Regions from separate parts of the Capsicum annuum genome. Here region 1 is linked to region 2. Evidence: chromatin contacts called from public Hi-C data. All regions are on one chromosome and are shown on one strand. The core of a region is the stretch at or near the end of the contact, and the rest is flanking DNA. Distances in the headings are between cores, read along the strand shown.

What was found. A called contact is a pair of places that touch in the nucleus more often than the background predicts.
Region 1: a contact with region 2 is called in a Hi-C map of leaf, with 4 times the contacts expected there. The contact joins the promoter of LOC107867563 here to the promoter of LOC107852746 in region 2. A contact is called at or near these places in 4 of 5 Hi-C or Micro-C datasets (bud, leaf and pericarp).

The regions. Positions count from the first base shown.
Region 1 is chr1:9,442,468-9,446,991 of UCD10Xv1.1, forward strand. LOC107867563 reads left to right here and starts at 2,214. Exons shown (of 17, transcript XR_001673242.2): 1 at 2,214-2,404; 2 at 2,692-2,866; 3 at 3,521-3,572; 4 at 3,670-3,709; 5 at 4,337-4,411; 6 at 4,493-4,524.
Region 2 is chr1:10,240,220-10,244,440 of UCD10Xv1.1, forward strand. LOC107852746 (14.7 kDa heat shock protein) reads left to right here and starts at 1,692. Exons shown (of 2, transcript XM_016697789.2): 1 at 1,692-1,982; 2 at 3,720-4,221. The coding sequence starts at 1,808. The coding sequence ends at 4,057.

The DNA of each region.
Region 1 (4,524 bases), core at 964-3,463, 800 kb before region 2:
CAATTTAATATAAGAATTATTTTGATTGAATTGCTTTCTATATCTTCTCAAACTTTTCAGATTACTACTTTACGTGTACCACACTTTATTGAGTTCAAACGATACACTAAATAGGATATTTATTTAAATAATAAAGATGAATACAATAATTTAATTCAACATCTTTTGGAGAATTTATTTAATTAAGCTTAACCTTTATGAAAAAGTTTGTCAAAGCCGATCGACATTCATTTACCACCTATAAACTGCAACAAAACAGTACGATGATAGAGACATCAAAATAATATAATTAAATTTAATCTTTACACAAATTTTTTTTCAGAAATATAAATATAATACAATTAAACCTAACCTTTATTTAAAAATTCCTCAAAGCCTACCGACATTCATCTACAACAACAACAACAAACCCAGTGTATTCCCACTTAGTGGGGTCTGGGGGGGTAAGATGTACGCAGTCCATACCTCTACCTCTGATGAAGTAGAAAGGTTGTTTCCGAAAGACCCCCGGCTCAAGGCACAAGATATCACACAAACACATAGTAAAGCACAGAAGCAGATGACATAACATAAATACGGCACCCATAAGGAATATAAAACAGAGGAAAGCAGAGGAAAGCACACAGATTCGTAATAAGCATGGAACACTGAATACGGAATCATAACGGGAATAAAAAAAAAAAAAAAAAAAAAAAAACCCACCAAGTAATTCCCTACACTAGCGACCCAATCTGGCCCTACTCTTCTGCCGTAATTCGCGTCTTCCAGACCTTCCTATCTAGGGTCATGTCCTCGGTGAGCTGTAACTGTTCCATATCCCGCCTAATCACCTCAACCCAGTACTTCTTCGGCCTACCCCTACCCCGCCTAAAACCATCCAACGCTAGCCTCTCACACCTACGGACCGGGGCATCCATGCCCCTCCTCTTCACGTGTCCGAACCATCTTAATCGTGCTTCCCGCATCTTACACTCCACTGAAGTCACACCAACCTTCTCCCGGATAGTCTCATTCCGAACTCTATCCCCTCGAGTCAGTCCGCACATCCAGCGCAACATCCGCATTTCTGCCACCTTCATTTTTTGGATGTGGGAGTTCTTAACTGGCCAACACTCCGCTCCATACAGCAAGGCCGGACGGACTACCACTCTATAGAATTTGCCTTTAAGCTTGGGCGGCACCTTCTTATCACACAGCACCCTCGACGCGAGTTTCCACTTCATCCATCCCGCCCCAATACGGTGCGAGACATCCTCGTCAATCTCACCGTTACTCTGGATCACGGACCCGAGATACTTGAACTTATCCCTCTTACATACCTCCTGTGCTTCCAGCTTCACTACTACCTCGTTCTCCCGCCTCACGTCATTAAACTTACATTCCACATACTCTGTCTTGCTTCTGCTCACCTGTAAATTCATTTACGACCTGTAAACTACAACAAAATAATACAATAGTGGTTAGAAAGCTTCTGATTTGATGAAAATAATTCTCGTCTGAGCAAAAATTTTGACCCTAAGAAATAACTTGAATAAAAAACAAAGATGATATATATATATATATACATTCACAATTTTAATATATTATAGATAAATATAGATTATAGATCTCTATATATGTATGGTATAAAGAATTCTAAACTTTAACTACTCAAAACCCCAAACCAAATTAAAGACACAATGTTAATATACTATTTACGGTATATAATACTAACTCCTTAAATAGTTTTATTTTATCTTACCATATAGTTTACTTAAATAGTTTTATGAAAATTTTTTTAGTTGTCATTAATTATGACGGCTTCTAATATGAAAAGGTTTTACCATAAATATATTTAATTAATTTTCAATTCTTAAATATAAAATATTAGAAAAAATAATGAAAAAACGATTTTATCTAAAGCAAAAACTTTTAATAAAGGGCAAAAAGTTTAAATCATATTTTTAAAGGCCTTCACACTTTTAATATATTATAGATTATAGATTATAGATATAGATATAGATTGATAAGAGTAAAAATAAAATTTGGAAAATTAAGTGAGAGGTGAGAAATAATTTGCTTATATTCAAATATCGGCTAGTAAAATTATCAAGATTTATAAAACAGGAAAATGCATATTTTTGTCTTTAATTTTGACCGAAAGGATCAATTTATCTTTAATTTTGCTAACAGAATTTATTATAATTTAAAGGACCATTTTAATTTAATGGCCAAACATTAGGGACTATTTTGGTCCTTTTCCAAGCGAAATCATTTGGTCACCTTTTTTTCAGTTTAATATCTTGAGCTAAAATCACAGAAAGGCAAAAGAAGAAAATGGCGAATCGAACCAACTTCTACAAGAACCCTTCTTATGCATACAACAAAGCCTTCAATCTTAATTCTGCTATTCAAAATCTCCAAGGTTTCAATTCTTATTCATTGTTTACTTTTTTTTTTATAATCATAATGTTCGAACCAACTTTTTATATATCAAATCATGAAATATGTCACTTCATTTAGGTTTTCTATTTTTTTAAGTAACCGTAGTGCCCAGATCAATTTTTATAGAACTAGATTAAATTTACATCACTCACGAAATACCTGAAACCTCCCATTAGCTAACAGATACTTGCCAGCTATGTAGGTGTTATATTTTCTTAATTGTTCTTTAATATGGAGTAATTCGTTTTTTTTTTCCCTATTTTGCAGCTTATAATGTTGTCACGGGTAACGTTGCTCCTCCGGTTGAGACGAATTCCGTTGAGGAAAAAACCGGAAACAGGAAACGGTGCCGACGAGAACGGAAATGTAAGGTGCAGCAGAACAATGAAGTGGAGGAGAATAATTTGCCTATGTCTCACCAGGATTATATTGCAAAAATGAGGTGATTTTATTACTTTCTTCGTTTTTGTTTGTTTGTCTGATTAACGTGATAGAGAGTTTAAAAAAGATTTTTGAATTATGTCGTTTTAACTAAAAGTATTTTAGAATGTACTCTCTCCGTTCACTTTTACATGTCATGTTCATTCACGAGAGTCAGTTTGACTATTTTTCAGAGCTAAATTAAATTAGATTAATTTTATATTTTAAATTTAAAATTCCAATGTTCGAAAATTATACGAAAGATACTATAAGTTGCAATACTTCCCATATTAATATAATGAAAAAATACATCATAAAATGCTCGTCAAAATTCATGCAATTTGACTCTTGAAAAGCGTAATGTGACGAGTAAAAGTGAACGGAGGGAGTACCAAAATGCGCTTACTCTTGTGCTCGTAAACATGCCATCTTGAAAGTTAAGAGTTAAAAGAGTTGCCAAAATAAGGAAAGAGACATTTTTTTTGAAAGTTTAAAGACTAAAAAGAAAGGAAGACAAATAAATTGAAATACATGGAGCTTTAATCTTCTGTTTATCTTAAAATCATCAAGTAGATTTTTCTTTTTCACTTCAATAAGCTAGGGTGTCACCAGAACAGGAAAAGTTTTCTTGTGAAATTTGGAGTTGTGAGATGTACTTTATGTATTTGAAATGCAGGAAGGAGGCTAGTTCAACTCAGCCTTATCAAGAATTGACTGCAGAAGTGTTGGTAATGGGAACTATTTGATTTGCTGTGTTCTCTGCTTATGTTTAGTATCATGTTAGTTATGGTTTAGTGATTTTTTTGGGTTCCAATTCTGTTCCAGGAACCTTCAAGTTCAGCGTTGCCTTTGGTGGAGTACGAGAGTAAGCTTCATTTGGCTTTTTTCCTTTTTTGGTTAGTTCTTGATGAATTGAAAAGGTTTAATTTTAGTTTGGGTATGCAATTGATTAGATGTGTGCATTGCAACTCAAAGCATCCTTGCTTTTTTTGAAGAATTCCATATTTTCGTTTCCATCAGTCCATGTAATATGGAAACATTGCTATTTTGGAAAGAATGTAGTTTACTTTCACAAGGATTTTTGTCTTTTGCATTTTGAAGGTTCCACTTACTGATGGTAAAAGCAAGGATCAGTCTAGTAGATACTTTGATTTGGTGTCTATCATTTGCATGTACCTGCTAAATTGGACCTCCTTAACTTTTCCCTTGTTCAGTCCTTTTGTTATAATGTATTATCATGCAGCAAAATATGAGCCATCCTTCGGGAGTCTCTCTTGCTCTCTCCTTTTATATATGTTTGGAGTTCTAGATCCATATCATTCATGTACTTGTCAGAAAAGTATGTGTAGATCGTGTTATCTCCTAAGTTTTTGACTTGTTGAATCTTTTAATTCACATTTTCTCTTCTTGTCCTCTTACTTGAATGAGCGAGGGGCAGGGAGGTTTTTCTGCCAAGACTGAGCTCATGAAAAAATGTTCATGAAGTTTTCAGGTGATGCAAGCACTTCGTCAGGATGCGAAATGGGGGATAATCCTTACTCAAACACTGGAAGTTTGGTTGTTCAAGGTAGGCAGAACTGGACTTTCATTTATTCGAGGTTTTTCTGCCAAGACTGAGCTCATGAAAAAATGTTCATGATTTTTTCAGGTGATGCAAGCACTTTGTCAGGATGCGAAATG
Region 2 (4,221 bases), core at 442-2,941:
GGCAGGGAGCACCTCAGTATACGATCGCGCACAGTAATTGGGAGTCGATACCCCCGATCTCTTTTCCAAAAATTTAATATGTTATATATTTAAATAAAATACATAAAAATATTATAAATCACAATCTAAAAACTCAATAAATTTAAAGATTAGCACGTCTGTTGTGGCACAACTTCATTGGTCCTTTCTCTTGTCTCCATTTTTTTTTCTCCATTTTAATTTGTTTGTCTTATTTTTTTGTAATCCGTTATATATTTTAAAAAAATATGTAAAAAAAATTATGAATCACAATAATTAACAACTTAAAAATTTAAAAGATTTAAAATATTTGGATGAATCTCGAAATTATATAAGTGTCACTTAAATTGGAATAGAAGAAAAAGTATTATAAATCACAACAACTAAAATTTAAATTATTTTAAATATATAATTGACAATTAATGCCACAAAAATTTGAATAATTTATTTTAGACGTAACATTTGTTTTAAATAATTTGTTGTTGCTAAAAAGAAAAAAAAATATTATTACCTCAAACACGTGACAAATATTTATATTTTTTCTAAAAATTTATTGCAACAGTAAAATTATGGATATATCATTTCATTATGACAAATAATTATAACTATCAAACTCGAAACTGTCACAAATTATTACAACTTGAAATAAAATATCAATTTGGCTGTAACAATTTACTTCAAATAAATATTTGTTCTAATTAAAAAGGATCGCTATTGTAAAGGTGCATTAAATACGCAACAAAAATTTGTTATTAGCTATAAAATTTTAACGTATCAATAAACTTATAGCTATTCAGATAATTATTACCACAAATTATTATAACTTGAAGCCAAAACATTTGTTTAGCTATAAATTTTTGCTTCAAGTAATTTAGTGTGACTAAAAAAAGATTACTAGCGCTATCATAACAACAAATGCATGGCAAAATCTTGCAATCAGCTACAATATTTTACTCTAGCAATTGACTTATAGCTATTTGGGTAATTTTTGCTACAAATTATTATAACTCAAAGCAAAAATATTTATTTAGCTACAATATTTTGCTTCAACTAATTTATTGTGGCTAAAAGAATTATTATTGCTACGATAACATTAAATGCATGACAAAAACATACAATTAGCTATAAATTTTTTCATAGCAATAAAGTTGTAGCTATTTGGATAATTATTGTCTTGATAGTTAGTAAGTATAGCAAAAAAATAAAGAAATAGCTTTATCAGAAGATTTTTGTAGCTAACAAATCTTGTGAAATTGTAACTAGCCACAAAATTTCTATTTGTGTGTTTGTTATTAGGTATTAGCCAAGATTTTTAAATATGTAGCTGAGAATTCATAGCTATAGATACATAATGTTGCAGTGTTAGTTGAAGAATTCGTAGACGCTTTAAATTGGAAACATAAATTGTGTATTTGTGTAATTTTTAGTGTATTTGTGTAATTTTTAGATATATAATCTTATGAGCTCACAACAACAACATGTGCAAACATTACAACTACCTCGTGAAGATTAGAGGTTGTTTCCAAAAGACATACAGCTCAACTTTGCAAATCCAGTTACAATCTTAAAAAATGGGCCAAATGGTCCAAAATTAGGCCCAAGTAGCTATTCGGAAACTTTAAAAATGGGTCAAATGGTCCAAAATTGGGCCCAAGTAGCTAATAGGACTGAACTTGGTGGTCAAGGCAAAAGAAAACTCAATCAAAGCCATTTCCAGAAAAAAAAAAAAAAAAAAAACAAACTGTAAAACCCTTGAGAGTTAACATATTGTTTCAATAATCGGAAAAAAATGGCAATGGCTCTAACTGTGAGAAAAGCAGCAGGAGCTTCAACGCTGATCAAATTACTCAGCTCCAAATCACAATTTACTACTGCTGCACCTTCAGTCAGACGCCTTTTTTCTTCTACTAGCACCACAGATTCAAATTCCTTGAGCAACGAGGACGGGAAATCTACTGAGCCAAGTAATTGATGCATCCACTTTGCATTTTTTTGGATATTATTTACGCTTCGTGTTATATGATATTTGTACATTTACATTAGGTAGTATATTTATTTTGTATCGAGTGGATGATTATCTATTTTGTATCGAGTCTTTGATTATCGACACATTACGTGGGGTTGATTTCTCATATGGTCACTCAGTTAATTATTGCTAAAAGTGACTTTTTAAGATAACATTCCGTCTGTCTTAGTTTATGTAGCACGATTGTAGTCTATACTTTCGAGAAACCAAGTTTTTCTTTTGACTGAAATTTTTTTGAATATTTTAAGTTATTAATTATTGTGATTAATAGTTTTTTTTTTTTTACGTAGATTTCAAATATATAGATTTTATGTCAAAAAACTTAAAGCTTCTATGTTTGAATTCACGGTCAAAATTTTAAAGTTTGAGTCTTGAATTTTTAACTGTGCTCTATAAATTGGGATAGAGGGAGGAACTATTAGTGGAGTGATCATTTGAAAAATCTAACTCTATTTACTTTGTGTTAAGAGTCTTTTTTGGTTTTGTTAGCGATTCGATTAAAGTATAGAAATTGGTGTGAGATTTAGAGAATAACAGCCTCTCTACATCATCTGAAGTAGTGGTATGGATTGCGTTGATTTTGTGGGAATACACTGTGTATGTTGTTTTTGCTAATTTTTCCTAAAAGAAATTGAGTAGCGGTATGGATCAAACCAAAAATGGAACTATAGGTTTCACTCCATTTGCGTCAACATTGCGCAAACTTTGGTGAGAAGGGTCACATGGTGCCTATGCATCTGCGCTACTGGGAGGTAGCATGTATCTGGTGGAATAGGTGACGCCGGCAAAACACCACCATTACTAACAAAACTCTATAGATGGTGTATATGGCTGGAGCATCCAAAGGTGTAGCGTAGTGGTTCATGAAGTGAATGCAAAGTTGCAAACCTTGGAGACCAGGTTCAAATCTTAGCAAAGACAAAAACACATAATCGTTTTCTCCTCACTTGCCTAAGTCTCGGCGGGCATAGTTAGTTACTCAATATATCTATATTGAGGGAGGCAAAACTATATGGTGGTAAAGTTGAAAAAGGGCATTCCGGTGCACTAAAGCTCCCGCTATGCGCAGGTCAGGGAAGGGTCCCACCACAGGGGTGTATTGTACGCAGTCTTACCTTGCATTTCTATCATAGGCTATATCCAAGGCTTGAACCCGTGACCTCCTAGTCACGTGGCAACAACTTTACCAGTTACTCCAAGGCTCCCCTCATGGTAAAATTGAGGTGTACGAAATCTGGCCCAGATGCCAGTGTTATCCAAAAGGGAAAAAAAAATGTGATTCCTTTAGCCAGCCTAACTAGTTTGAGATTGAGCCCTACTAGTTGTTTTTATTTACTACCATTTAAATATCAAAGTTACTGTTTCTTCTACTTTGATTATAGTATTATTTTGTTGTAGTTATTGTTCTTTTTTCAGATTGCTTCGTCATGTTATCTTAGTCTTATGATGTGGCTTGCTTCTTCACTTCCGTAGTTCTTTTCCCGAACTGCTTTTCCATGTTTTCCTTGAGTCGAGGGTCTATCGGAAACTCTCTCCCTTCCAAAGTAGAGGTAAGGTCTGCGTAAACACTACCCCCTCCCCAGACCCCATTTGTGGTTGTGGGAATTGGGATTATACTAGGTATGTTGTTAAATGTCAAAGTTCTGTTTTTCAATTTCAATGTGTTTATTTGCAGTTCTGGTGACGGGTGCTCCACAAAAATTCAAGATGGAGAACCCATTTCAGTCAGCAGGGCCAAAGGAAGTGCTGGAAGTTGATACAGTGAAGGATGGTATACTTGTGAGAGTGGCAATGCCTGGTGTTAGTGAAGATGGGATTAAGGTGTGGTTAGAGGACAACACAGTTTACTTCACCGGCAGAGGAGAAATTGAAGTGGAATCCGAGGACTCGGGGAGGAAATATGGTGGGAGTCTTGAGTTCAGCACTGATTGCTGTAAAGCTGAGAAGGTTGATGCACAAATGAAAAATGGTATTCTTAGAATGGTAATTAAAGGTGAGATGGGACAAGATTGACTTTTGTTAATCTTGTTGATATATTCTTAGACATGATGTATGAAAACTTTGGTAGTATTTGGGAAAATATTTGATCAAAGGTCTAATACTGTATGTTGGTTGTTGGGACAAGATTGACTTTTGTTAATCTTGTTGATATATTCTTAGGCATGATGTATGAAAAC